Regions from separate parts of the Sus scrofa genome. Here region 1 is linked to region 2. The links are chromatin contacts, called in public HiChIP or PLAC-seq maps. All regions are on one chromosome and are shown on one strand. The core of a region is the stretch at or near the end of the contact, and the rest is flanking DNA. Distances in the headings are between cores, read along the strand shown. Region 1 overlaps LOC110256290 (a long non-coding RNA gene). Region 2 overlaps GRIP2 (glutamate receptor-interacting protein 2).

Region 1 (6,702 bases), core at 262-2,761, 320 kb after region 2:
TTTTTTTTGCTTTTTTGCTTCTTAGGGCCATACCTGCAGCATATGGAGGTTCCATGGCTAGGGGTTAAATCGGAGCTACAGCTGCTGGCCTATGCCACAGCCACAGCAACGTCAGATCCAAGCTGTGTCTGCCACCTACACCACAGCTCACGGCGATGCTGGATCCTTAACCCACTGAGCGAGGCCAGGGATCAAACCCACAACCTCATGGTTCCTAGTCGGATTCGTTTCTGCTGAGCCACAATGGGAACTCCGAGCTTAACATTTTTAAGGGTCAGTGTGAAGGCCAGCAGGAAGTGGGGTCAGAGAAGTGGGCAGGAATGGGACCGGGAGGGGATGAGCTGGGTGAGGCATATGCCAGTCACTCTAGTGAGTTGGGAAGCCAACGGAGGCTTCAGGCGAGGATGCCTTAACCTTTATCCTCACCTGACAGTCCCAAGGCCAGCTCTCCATTGCAGGTCCAGGGGCTCTCTACCCAAATGAGTTTGGGTTGTGACATAAAGGATGAATGAGCTTCACAGCCTTCTCTTAGTGCATCTACATTTTAAGGATTGCCCATGGATTTTGTTTGGATTTACTTTCCAAAGCTTTGAAATCTCTGAGAAGTAAGTTTAAGGATAGTAATAAAGTATTATATCATGGGAGAAAAACTTGGCAGGAAGGGGATGTCTCTAACTGCTGATAAAGACATCCTGGAGAGAGCTGCTTCAAGAAAACACAATGTATGTTGCATAATGTGAATGCACTTAGCATCACTGAACTGAACACTTAAAAGCGGTTAAGATGGTACATTTTATATTATGCTTTTTATAAATAAAAAAGATGATATTCATCATATAATGAAAGGTAATCTACAAAGGTCTGAATTCTTCAATTTAATTGTTTGCTGTTCAGGAAAGTGACCATGAATAATTCACTATCACTTGGAAAATTCTATCATATCGCTACAAATAGTAAAGAATTTAAGCCAAGATTAAAAAAGAACAGAAAATGTGTAAAACCATGAACTTGGGATATGGATAAAGTTGGGGACCACCACTCACTTTAACAAAAGGACTTTTTCTTATGTGAAGGATTCTGCATCAGGCTCACCTAAGTAACTGTGTCCCTCTGAGGCACTGAAAACATGATTCACTTGGTGTGCAGCATGACAGAAAATAACTAGTCTGGAGAGAGAGGCAGACTAGGGGCCTTCCGTGATGTCACTTCCCACAATGTGATAATAACCCTGCATTTCTGCTTATCTGCTCTCTCCCCTCAAGGCCATAGCACAATATGAGTGTGCCTGGATCAAACAGGATTCCTGTGACACAATCCACATTCTATTTTGATTCTGGCATTTGGTAACCTTTCTTCTAGGAAATGGAACAACGGAAAAAAAAAAAAAACAACAACAACAACCAAACAAACCTGTTGGTGATATTCTGTTGTCCTGAGCATGTGAGGGCAGCGAGGCTCAGGGCAAATTGAGCAGAGCCAGGTGTAGCCCCTGGGTCATTTTTAGCAACACTCCCAGGCCTGATATTTGATGGCAGCCTGCAACCAGCTCTGTCAACCTGCCATGAAGATGACCTGTCCTTTCCCTCGGTTATTTGAGCCCTGGGTTTTTCCTGGGAAAGAGCTGTCAGTGATGTCATTATCTCATGATGCTGTTGGGTGACCTTGCTCACAGAGCTGGTTCCACTCATTTCTCTCGTACCCTAGTGTTGAACTGAAGAACACACTGCTGAGAACCAAGGGGGGAGAGGGTCAGGACTCTGTAAAGGGGAGGCTTCCTTGCCCCTCATCTGATTTCCAAATCCTTATCATGATTAGCTTTTATCTGACCCCGTTTCTAGCAGTCCTCAGCCTGAAAAAGCCTTAAAGGAAAAACAATGCAAGAAGAGATAAATGAGATTATTATTTTTTTAATGTTGTAGTAGACTCAGCCAGACAGAAACTACGAACTCATATAGAACAGCTTTGATCCTTCTTATAAGACAGAGAGATATTTATAAGTGGTCTTTTGTACTGTGGACCAACCACAGAGGCCTGAAAGGCAGACCGGAGACAGGAAACACATTACGTGGTCTAATTCCGCTGGTCTAATTAAGGAAAATAGGCCCTGAGCTAGCTCCTGCATGGACGTCACGGGACGCTCTGCCCTCCTCATAAGGTGGGCCCTGCTACCATCCTTATTTCAGGGAGGAGGGAACTGAGTCAGAGGCCAGACCTGCTGATCACCCAGTAAGTAGTGTTTGTGGGAAATGAGCATGTTTCTGTACTCTTCACCCAGGACACCCAATGGCTGCCTTTCTGATACTACAACCAAGAGTGTTTCAGGAACTCCACACTTAAGCTCTTTCAATCAGTAACAGAATGATCCTAGACCTTCCCCAACACACATTGTTGAAGCTGAAAGGACACCGCACAGATGAACGCTCTGAGGCTGCCAGCAGGTAAGAGGATCTGCTCATCAGAGTGGTGGCATCTGTCCTCAAACTCTGAGGGTTGACTACACGCACACACAGGACCACTTAGTGCGGACAAAATCATCTTGTCTGGGATATGGCCTTGTCGACAACCTCATTTTAATTCAACAAGATGTGGGCACGAAGGGCAATTTACCCTTCAATCTGCTCCCTGGGGCCTAAACAGCACGCTGTTTTCTTTCCTTCTTTGCTCCTGGCAGCAACAGATACTATTGGGTTGGAGCTCCACAAATTGTTTGGATATAAGGAAAAAGACGATACAGACTTTGCTGGTCAACATGAATAGATGCCGACTGCAAACCAAGGAAGGACAAACTGGGAAAGCAAGGAGCACAGCGCCACCTGCTGCTGAGAGGGGGGATGGCGGTAGAGATGCACCCAGTGGGAAGCTGGGCTGGAAGCACCAACCCCTCGGGTCAAATCCTCCCTGCATTTCCCTTCAGGGAAGGAACTGAAGCCAGAAAGGGTGAGAGGCTGATTTCCAACTCTCTTCCCTCCACCTGAGGGGAGGACACAGGAACTGGCAGCCACCTGGCCCTCAGGAGGAAGAGGAGAGGAAACACAAGGAAAAGCAGGTGCAGACCTGGTTCCTGCTTAGAGGGTGAGACGCCCATCATGCCAGGAGATCACTCATAGGAACTGTACAGGCTGGCAGTTTGTGCAATGGCTGCTCCACCATCCCGGCCAGACTGCAGGGCTTTCAGGCCGAGGTGGCACTGAATGAAGATGCAAGGGGCATCAAGATGAGGGGGAAACCACCCCATAAACTCAGTTTGAATACAAAAAAAAAAAAAAAAAAAGGCAAAGAAAGGTGAAGTGAAACATCAGTGTGGGATCAGAAGGAAGGGACCGTGCAGACTGCATGTCATGGGACAGGGACTGTGTGGCCCCTGAACCAGGAGAACCGCTCCTGCCTCAGAACCTCTGCAAGGCTTCCGGGGGCCTGGACTAACGCTCCCTCCTGCTGCTCAGATGTTGCCCAAACATCACCTACTGGGACAAGGCTGAGCCTTGCTGCGTGCTCCCCATCCTCTCACCCTCCATGTCCCTCCTGGCACCCACACTGTTTATTTGGTCCTCCGCTAACGGATCCTGGCACTGACAAAGACATTTGAAAATAAATTTTAATTGATTGAGTTAAATTATTTCACATTCATGGCCCTCCTGAAAACTCCCTGAGGAGAAAAAAGCGTGGGGACAAACTGAACTGGCCCCCCAACAGATCCTCCACTTCTGTGCCTTCTGAACCTGGGGTCCGCGATGTGTCAGGCTCTGTCCTAGGCTTCTTTTGCTTTTTTTCTTTTTAGGGCCGCAGGTGTGCTTATGGAAGTTTCCAGGCTAGGGGTCAAATTGGAGCTGTAGCTGCTGGCCTACCCCATAGCAATACCAGCCACATCTGCGACCTATACCACAACTCGCAGCAATACCAGAACCTTAACCCACAAAACAAAGCCAGGGATTCAAACCAGCATCCTCATGGATACCAGCTGGGTTCATTTTCACTGAACCACAATGGGAACTCCTGTCCTATCATCCTCACAGGCTGATGGTAGGGGGTAAGTGATTTGCCCAAATGGTATGGGGTGCAGCTGGGATTTGAAGCCAGGTTAATCCGACGTGACCATGTTTCCAGACTCTATGGTTACTTTTTTCCAACCCACCATGGACAACTCTGAGAGTCCTGTCAACACCCAGAGCCCACATCCCCAGAGCACTGTAGGTGGGTGGTTTGGTCACCAAGAAAAAATATTCCTCTGTAGTAATCAGAATCGGAATCGGCGGTGGGCATGCTACTTCCACATCCAGGAAAGTTCTAGAAGAAACCAAGAAAATCAGAGTCTACATGCTTTTAGTAGTGAAATTGTGCAATGGATCTAAAAGGAATTTAAAACACTTGGCCTTGGTTTCCTCATTTCTTGGTGTTAGTGTTCCATGTAAATTGATACCTAGTTAGGCATCTACTGTTGGCATATACTGCTACTCTCAGGTGTGGTAATGGACAAAAATGTGTCCAGGTGTAGGCAGGACATCACAAGTATCTGGAAAACAATGTTCAAAGTCCACCTTTTTGCCCTGAATGGAGAAAGAAGTTGCTATAAATATATATATCTCAACAACAATGGAGATAGACCTTAAGGGTAGTAGCTAAGTGAAATAAGCAGGACCAAGACACGAACTGCATGTATCACTTATAAGTGGAATCTTAAAAAAAATTAAAGGAAAAAAAGGAGAAAGTCACACCCGTAGAAAAAAGTGGTTTCTGGGGGCTGGAGGGTGGGAGGAAGAGGTTGGTAAAAGGGTATAGGCTTCCAGGTACGAGATGAATAGCTCGGAGGATTTAATGTAAGACATGGTGACTAAGTTGACAACATTGTATTACATAATTGAAACCTGCTAATAGAGTGGAACTTAAAGCTCTGTAGCCCACCCCACCTGACATGATTACGAGATGGAGCCTGACAAGTGGTAAGAATCCTTTCACAATCTATACTTATATCAAATCAACACAATACCCGCTTTAAATATCTTACAGTTTTGTTAATTATGCCTCAGTAAAGCTGAAAAATAAAAGTACCATTTACCCCTTCTACCCAGAGTGCTGTCGCTGGCTTTCTTATTGTTTTAACTAGTTATTCAGCATTTACTGAGGACACCCTCTGCCGGACCCTGTGACTGGGTCCCTGCTCAGAAGCAGCCACCTGTGGGGTGGCATGTCTCTCCCTCACAGCACATAGGTATCCTGCCCTCCTCAGAGCTTCAAGGACCCCAATACCTACTCTCAGCCAGGTACCCTCTGGCGTTGCAGGTCTCCCGACTCAGCCCCCCAGAGGATCCAGCTCCCATCAGGCACCACCACGGAACAAATCTTAGCTCCCTCCAGGCTGACCCCCCTTGTACTCAAGGGTCCCCTATTAGACTACAGAGTGATGGCTTCAGATCCTATCTCTGCTATGAGGTGTGTTCCAAAAATCTATTGGTCATCATCAAGTACCAAAGGGGTTTATTTTTCTATAAGTTAGAGATGGCAGGCTAGCTGTGCACGATCAAATCCTTAGTCTCCAGTTCCCTTTAGAGAAACACTCTTCTCCACACTCAGACCTTAGTTCCACGATAGGCATGTGGCTGGGGCCCAGCCAGTCAGAGCTCTGCATTCTCCCGGCCATGCATCAGCATGTAAACCAGTAGAGATCACTGCAGCTGGCAGGAAAGGTAGGCTATAAGCTGGGATCCGCATCTGTGTAGGACTTGCCTGAGAATGAAATCCACATAGTTCAGCAGAGCCGAGGGACACAAACATCAAACCTGCCAGGATGACCTCTAAAATTCCAGTGACTTTCCCTGTCCAGGGCAGGTGAGCACGGCTCACAGTGGGCAATGGCTCACACAAGGAATCTTCCTCCCCTCTGTGAGTAGTCTAAAATTAACACAGGTTAAGTATTACAGTATCTCTTGCTTATTTCAATTCACTTTATTCACTTTTTTTTTTTTTTTTTACAAAAAGTGAAGATTTGTGGCAACCTTGTATTAAGTTTATTGGTGTCATTTTTTTTCCAACAGCATGTGGTCACTTTACGTCTCTATGTCATATTTTGGTAATTCCTGCAATATTTCAAACTTTTTCACTGTTATAACAAATATAACAGTGGTGATCTTTGATCAGTGATCTCTGATGTTACTGCTGCAAAAAAAATTTAGACTTGCTGAAGGCTCAGAGAATGGTTAGCATCTTTTAGCAAATTTTTAAAAATTAAAGCATATATTTTTGTTTTTTAGGCATAATGCTATTGCACACCTAATACACTACAGTATAGTGCAAACATAACTTTTATATGCCCTGGGAAAACAAAAGCTTAGTGACTGGCCTTATTGTGACACTTGCTTTAATGCCATGGTTTGGACCCAAACCAGCAGTTTCTCTGTGGTCTGCCTGTATATGTAGGAAAAGGTGTGAAAACAGCCTAGTTTGGGCAGATCTTCAAAAATCACTAAAATGTGTGAGAATTGTCCATTTGAAGCTAATGCTTTTAGTCTAACTTGGGACACTCAAGTTACGTGGATTTCTATTTGGGCACATTTGATCTCAGGCTACTCTCAGATGGTACCACATTTTCTGTCCATCTTTCTTTGTGGGGGAAGCAATGAAAATTTGTAACAATCTCTCAGGAAACTGCCAACACAGGAATCCAGGTACGGCATCTGCTTGAGAGACTTCCAAAAGAAATCTGGGCAG
Region 2 (6,601 bases), core at 3,797-6,296:
GTCCTCAGGGGATAACTTCCCTCCGCCCCTTTTCCAGACCCCTAAACCTGGAGCTGGCAAGCTTATCTCCGGTCTTCCCAGGACAACCTGGGAGAGGAGGAGTTTCCTGTGGCGGAATCAGATTTGCCTGGGATAAGACAGATTTTCATTCTAGAACTGCCTGTATGAACTACCAGAAATGTTCATTGTCTCACAGTTGATAGAACCCAGTCTTCCTAGTTTTATTAGCTCAGAAACGTCTTGTTGAATCTAAATGGAGTGTGAATTAGGGAACTGTAATAGGAGGCATTATACTTAATGGGGTGTTGCCTGAATCTGTGGCTGTGGATGTGAACTCAGTGGCTGGCAGGGGTGGGGGTGGGCAAAGCTGCTGAGAGCCAAGTCCAGAGGCCCTGGACATGACTTTGGGCTTCACTGCAGTTTAGTTTGTTGTTTGCTGCCTTCTGGCAAGCAGGGGGCCCATCCCTGGTCTGGAGAAGCAGTTTTTCAATGGTTAGAGCTGCAGGTGGTCAAGGGTCTCAGGCTTCCTTAGCTCCCAGGCTGACCCTGACATTGACCCAGCCTGAGCCCCACCCCAACTCTAGAGCAGTGATTCTCAGTGAGGGGGTGGAGAACAGTGTTGCTCCCCTAGGGGCCATGTCAGAGGTCTGGAGTTCTCTTTGGCTATGATGACCGGGGTGGGCGCTACTGGCCTCTGGTGGTTAAAGGGGAGGGATGCCGCTAAACATGGTACAGCACAGAGGAGAGACCTTGCTCCCCCCACTTGTGGAATTACCCAGACAATGTCAGTGGTGCCAAGGTTGAGAAACCTGCTGTGGATTGAACACTGTTCCCGGTTCTAACTGAGCCTGGACCTTGGCCAGGCTGTGTCCTGATCTTGACCCAGATTGACCTCACCCCCGGCTAAACCCTAATCTGAACCTCCCTGTGAAAATAGCTGGGATGGGATAAGAGGCTTCTGCCCCCTGCCAGGGCTGAGTCTCCTACAGCCCTGCTCTCCCCTCTCCTCTGAGGAGTGGGGAGGTCCTGTGAGTTAGGCCTTGCTTGCTGTAGAGGGCTGGGGAGGGAGAGGCCTTGTCACAGCTGAGTGAATGGCTGAGCCCTAAGCCCACGCTCACAGCACTTGACTCAGCTGGCACCTCAGGGCTGGGGGCAGAGGGCTCTTCTTGAGGGGCATGCAGGGTGTGCACAGGCTCAGGTGTAGCCTGGGGAAGCAGCAGAAGCCAAGGGGGGTGTACAGGGGTCTGGGGCGGACAGCCTGAGAGGCAGCCCGGGAGAGCTGGCCACCTTGATTGTCTGCTGGTCGACCTTACCCTTCTCCTCCAGGGCTGAGAAAGGACTCCAAGAAGAGATGTGAAAAAAAGGACCTGGCCAAGGGAGCCTGGAGCATGGGGTGGGTGGGCCAAGGAGTCTGGGGTCTGGTCCTGGCTCTTCGCAGAGGCTGCTTGGCCAAGGGCTGTGTGACCATGGGTGCGAGTTGTCCCTCTCTGAGCCTCAGCTTCCTTATCTGTAAGTGGAACGGTAGTTGTAGAGGTAGTTGACTGCATGGCGACAGCCACAAAGTGCCTCAAGAGCAGAGGCAGAGTTGCCCCTGGGAGGGGAAACCGTGGGGCTCCCCAGTGGAGATTCGGTGGAGCTGGTGGCAGGAAGAAACCCCTCGAACAGACTACCTCTGCCAAGCAGAAGATTCCCAAGGCAGAAGGGGTTTGCCTGTTGGAAGCACCAGCAGAACTCAGGGCCTTTCCTCTCTTTCTTGCCTGCAGACGATGGGCCATACTCCAAAGCAGGCAAGGATGCAGGAGGGGCCGATGTGGCCCTGGCGTGCCGCAGGCAGAGCATTCCAGGTATCGAGCCTCCTCTCCCTCCCCCTTCTCTGTCCTGGAGGCAGAGAGCTTGGGTGGGGGTCTGCCTCTTACTCACTCTGTGACCTTAGACTCATCACTTAACCTCTCTGATCCCCTGTAAAAAGGAGATGATCTCAGCCAGCCTAATGCAGCCAAGTGTACTGCTTACCAAGTACTGGCCTCACTTGTCCTGGAGCTGGGGGCCCAGAATAAGCCCCATGCTGCCGCTCACCCCCTTTCTGTTGGCAGAGGAGTTCCGAGGGGTCACCGTGGTGGAGCTGACCAAGAAGGAAGGCAGCACTCTGGGCCTGACCATCTCAGGGGGCACCGACAAGGACGGCAAGCCCAGGGTCTCCAACCTGAGACCTGGGGGGCTAGCAGCCAGGTGAGCTGAGGGCTTGGTCGGGGCAGGGGGAAGGGGGCTGGGGCTGGTGGAAAAGGTACGCGGGCCTTTGGCAGAGGGATCAGGCAGTTTTTCCTGGAGCACCTGTGAGCTTGGAAAGGCCTCTGGTGGGGGTAGCGATTCTAGGCCCAAACTCCTTCTTTCCCTTCACACCAGAGCCCCAGGCCTCCACATACGCCGTTCCCTCTGCCTGGCCCCAGCTAGCCTGCTCTTCACCCCTCCACACCGCCTCTGGAAAGCCCCCAGGACTCCAGGCTGAGGCAGCCACTCTGCTGGCACAGTCCTGTGAGCCACTGTGGAACACGTTGCCCTGCATTTTCCCTTAATTTTGCCTCTGCAGCTCTCTGGAGCCAGGAGTTCCATGAAACCTAGGAGTGAGCCTCTCCTTCACTGCCCCCAGACCTGGGAAGAGCAAAGGAGGCGATGATCTGACCAATTTATACGCTCTCTGGGGCCAGTCAGAGCTGTACCTGTGAGGGTGATGCTCCAGAAGGAGGGAAACAGGGTAGACCAGCCTCAAGGGAAAGGCCAGACCTGGGTGGCAGGCAGGTCTAGGTTGGAATCCACCCTCTCTTACTCATGTGTTGTGTGACCCTGGACAATGTCTGACCCCTCTGAGCCTCAGCTTCCCCATCTGTAAAATGGGGATCCAGAGACCATGAGGATTCAACAGGAGGGTGGCTGTGGATGCCGGTGCCTGTCACCACGTGTGTGCCCTGGCCTCCTTGTTCCTAGGAGTGACCTGCTGAATGTGGGTGACTACATTCGCTCAGTGAACGGGATCCACTTGACCAGGCTCCGCCATGATGAGATCATCACTCTGCTCAAGAATGTGGGCGAGCGCGTGGTGCTGGAGGTGGAGTATGAGCTGCCCCCGCCCGGTGGGTGCCCTTGAACCGTGAACTTTCTCCACTGCCATGGTCATGGGTGGATAAGCTGCCTCCTTGCCAGCACCTGGGTAGTGGGCCATGCCAGTCAGGGTGGGCGGGACCTGAGACTGACTACAGACATTCATGCCACACCTAGGACTTTGTCCACAAATGCAGTATGCTGTCACCAGTTGGTGGCAGGGCCCTGTTCCTAACTCCTTGTCATCTTGCATATTTGGTTTCCAGATGCTTTTCCTTTTGGGGGAAGGTTTTAGGAACATCAGCAGAATAAATTGTTCTTTGCCCTCCCGTGCTGCTCTCAGTACAGTGTCCTAGGGTTTAGCCTAGCTCTGAATTTTCAAAGTTGGTCTAAAGTCTTGAAATTTGAATGACTGTCTGGAATTCAGCTCTGGCCTGAGCCTGCCAGCCATGGACACAAGCCTGAGCTCTGCCAATGTCTCTGTGGGAGCATGGGCAGGCCCTTTCCCCACTCTAAGTGGTAGACTAAGTGGGTTTTAGGGAAGAGGGGACCTCTAAGCCTCACTTGTCCTAGCTGTAAAATGAGGCAGAGGGAGTTCGCCCTTCCTGCAGCGTCTGTGACAGGTCACGCAGCTCTCTTGGAAAGAGCTTCGGGGACATCTGCTGGCTTGCTGCTGTGACTCAAGGACTCAAAGGAGCCCTCCATTTCTCCCCAGCCCCTGAGAACAACCCAGGGATCATTGCAAAGACAGTGGATGTCTCCCTCTACAAGGAGGGCAATAGCTTTGGCTTCGTCCTCAGAGGTCAGTGTAAGAGGCACCTTTGGGTCAAGGGGTGGGAAGGCTAATGCCAATTCTGTGTGTTCTCTTTTGCTCTAATGAATTATATGTATTCATTACATACATCTTTCATATATATGTTGCCTCACAACAAAGTGTGCATGATTGGGGGGAGTGAGAGGGAGAAGTTGTACCAGAAAAAGAAGTTTGATGCTGCCTAGCAACCAGGGCAAAAAAGGGAAATAGGATGAGATCTTAGGATGGGAAGCAAGCTGTTTAACTGAGAAAGGACTTTGGCTGTGTTCCCTGGTTTCTGTCCCAGCTCTGGGTGGGGTTTACAGTCGCTGTCCCATGGGAAGGACTGTGCACAGCAAGGACAAGGTCCTTGCGCAGATTTAATGAAGGGAGCCTGCTCAGGGTCTGGGTCAGGGCCGCTGGGCACCAGGGAAGGAGAGGGTCGGTGATTCCCGCCTCTTGTGGGATTCTGTCCAGGAGGCGCCCATGAAGATGGGCACAAGTCCCGCCCGCTCGTCCTGACCTATGTGCGGCCTGGTGGCCCCGCCGACAGGTGAGCCTGAGTTGGAGGGACCCTTACAGCCTTGCCCGGCACTGCTGGCCCCCAGCACCAGACCCTGTGAGGAAGGCAGAGTGGACATCATACGCGTTCTCCAGATGAGCCAAACTGAAGTCCAGAGAGGGGAGACTGCTCTCCCAGAGCCACTCGGAATTGTTGGTGGAGCCAGTGCTAAGCCCCAAATGAGAGCAACTCCAAGCTCTTTCTTCCCCAAGACTCTGCTGTCTTGAGGGGGTGGGGGATGGGGAGTGAGCTTTGGTGTCCCTTCCCTGGCCTTGATTTTCCTGTCTGTAGAATGGGTCTAATGATGCAGCCATTGGGAGCTGCAGCGAGGGATTTGGGGCAAGGAGACAGGCGTCCTCTGGTCCTCTGTGATGCGGCCTCCCCGGTCCTGGCTGTGCTGCCAGTTTGGCCCTGCCCGGGCCCTGTTTGCAAGTGCTAGGGGGAGCAACTGTGGAGAGGAACACGCCCAGTTCCCAGCTCCTGACCCTCTGACCTCCCTGGCGCGGGATTCCTGGCCATTTTAAGGAAAGCCTGGAACGGCCTTGTCAGAAATCTAAAGCCGTCCTTGGGACAGGCTATTCATAGAACCTCCCAGAATAGCTTTGGCCACCTGTTGGGACAGGCATTCCAGAGCCGGGATGTGACCCAAACTGAGGTGAACCCCCCTCAGGCCCCTCCCTGGGACCCAGTAGAATTCCTATTTGTCCCCAGGCCAGAGCCACTGCTGAGAACCAGGGTGGAGGCCCTGGGCAGGGAGCTCTGGCCAGCAGCGTGAAGCCTCCAGACTGTCTACCTCTGATGCTACCTGGTCCTGGCAGGGCTGGGACCCTGTTTGGGCCCTGACCTGACGCTTGAGGGTTGAGCTGGGACTGTGAATTTAAGCACCAAATGGGGTGAGAGGTGTCAGAACCGACCCCACCCCATCCTCACTGCCTCCTTCACTTGCTCAGTGGCTTCCGCATACCCTCCCTCTTCCCTTCACTCATGTGGAATTCCTTCCCTTCTGCCATGTCCTCTCTCCTTCACCCACTCCATGCCCTGCCCCGTCCTCTGGGCCCCCACCTCTCCCAGTTCCCGCCCTTGTCCAGGGCCAGGCTGGCTGACCATGCCCTTCCCTGCAGGGAGGGCTCCTTGAAGGTGGGTGACAGGCTGCTCAGCGTTGATGGGATCCCACTGCATGGTGCCAGCCACGCCACTGCCCTGGCCACCCTGCGGCAGTGCAGCCATGAGGCACTGTTCCAGGTGGAGTATGATGTGGCTGTGCCAGGTGAGTTGGGGGCCTGAGGGCTGGAACTGGGGCAGGAAGAGGCTGGGGGCTGGAGGGATGGGGTAGCAGGTACAGACCTTCATCACTGCAAAGGCTGTGTGACCTTGAGCCCGTCACAGCCTCTCTGAGCCTCTCTGGGTAGTAAATACACTGCCAGGCCTTGTCTGATGCTCTGAGGACACACCTGACAGCAGTACAGACGGCGTCTCTATTCTTATGGGGCTGATATTCTGGAGAGGAGTGATAGACAATAGAATAAATTAAGTATAGAGTGTGTCAGAGATAGTGAATGTGCAAAAAATCACAGAGAGAAATGGAGAAGGCCCATTGTGAAACACAGTTCAGTGCCAGCATACAGCGGGCATTCAATAAATGTGAGCAAACTGGAATTCTCCAGGAAAGCCCTGGGCCCAGAGCGCCCGAGACAGGAATTCCTGCCCCTCCTCTGCTGCCCAGTGGCTGTGTGATCTTGGACGAGGCTTTTGCCTCCACATGCCTCAGTTTTCTTGTCTGTAATGTGGGTGCAGCGAGATGGAGGAAAGTGCTCAATATTTGCATTTCAAACTCTGCTTTCCTTCCATGTACCAGACACAGTGGCCAGCGCTTCAGGGCCCTTGATCGTGGAAATAACCAAGACCCCGGGGTCCACCTTGGGGATCTCACTCACCACCGGCTCCCACCGGAATAAGCCTGTCATCACCATTGACCGCATCAAGCCAGCCAGCGTGGTGGACAGGTGGGGCACATGCTGGGAGCTGCCATGGTACAAGGGGTGCAGGGGGAGGGGCTGCCCAGAGCTTGTCTGGCCAGATGAGTCTTCCCCTTTGCTTCTTGACCTGGCCAGGAGTGGGGCCTTGCATGCTGGAGACCACATCCTGTCCAT

Evidence for each region. HiChIP or PLAC-seq counts read pairs in DNA pulled down with a chosen protein or histone mark.
Region 1: a contact with region 2 is called in an H3K27ac HiChIP or PLAC-seq map of skeletal muscle, with 2.9 times the contacts expected there. The contact joins two enhancer-like sites. A contact is called at or near these places in 3 of 47 Hi-C or Micro-C datasets (embryonic fibroblasts, heart right ventricle and skeletal muscle) and 2 of 2 datasets of contacts at active chromatin or transcription factors (alveolar macrophages and skeletal muscle).

What each region holds. Positions count from the first base shown.
Region 1 is chr13:70,330,975-70,337,676 of Sscrofa11.1, forward strand. It overlaps LOC110256290 (a long non-coding RNA gene), which reads left to right. Exons shown (of 2, transcript XR_002337663.1): 2 at 2,276-3,271. Among named protein-coding and RNA genes, the nearest start is that of LSM3, 14 kb to the right of the region's middle. Within about 2 kb of position 1,512, at least 12 of the 83 cell types and tissues checked have an H3K27ac peak or open chromatin away from gene starts, as enhancers often do. A contact at or near this core is called in skeletal muscle, where this site is marked.
Region 2 is chr13:70,010,860-70,017,460 of Sscrofa11.1, forward strand. It overlaps GRIP2 (glutamate receptor-interacting protein 2), which reads left to right. Exons shown (of 24, transcript XM_013982003.2): 2 at 1,764-1,844; 3 at 2,094-2,229; 4 at 2,983-3,128; 5 at 3,812-3,898; 6 at 4,367-4,442; 7 at 5,573-5,718; 8 at 6,307-6,454; 9 at 6,563-6,601. Among named protein-coding and RNA genes, the nearest start is that of GRIP2, 65 kb to the left of the region's middle. Within about 2 kb of position 5,047, at least 5 of the 83 cell types and tissues checked have an H3K27ac peak or open chromatin away from gene starts, as enhancers often do. A contact at or near this core is called in skeletal muscle, where this site is marked.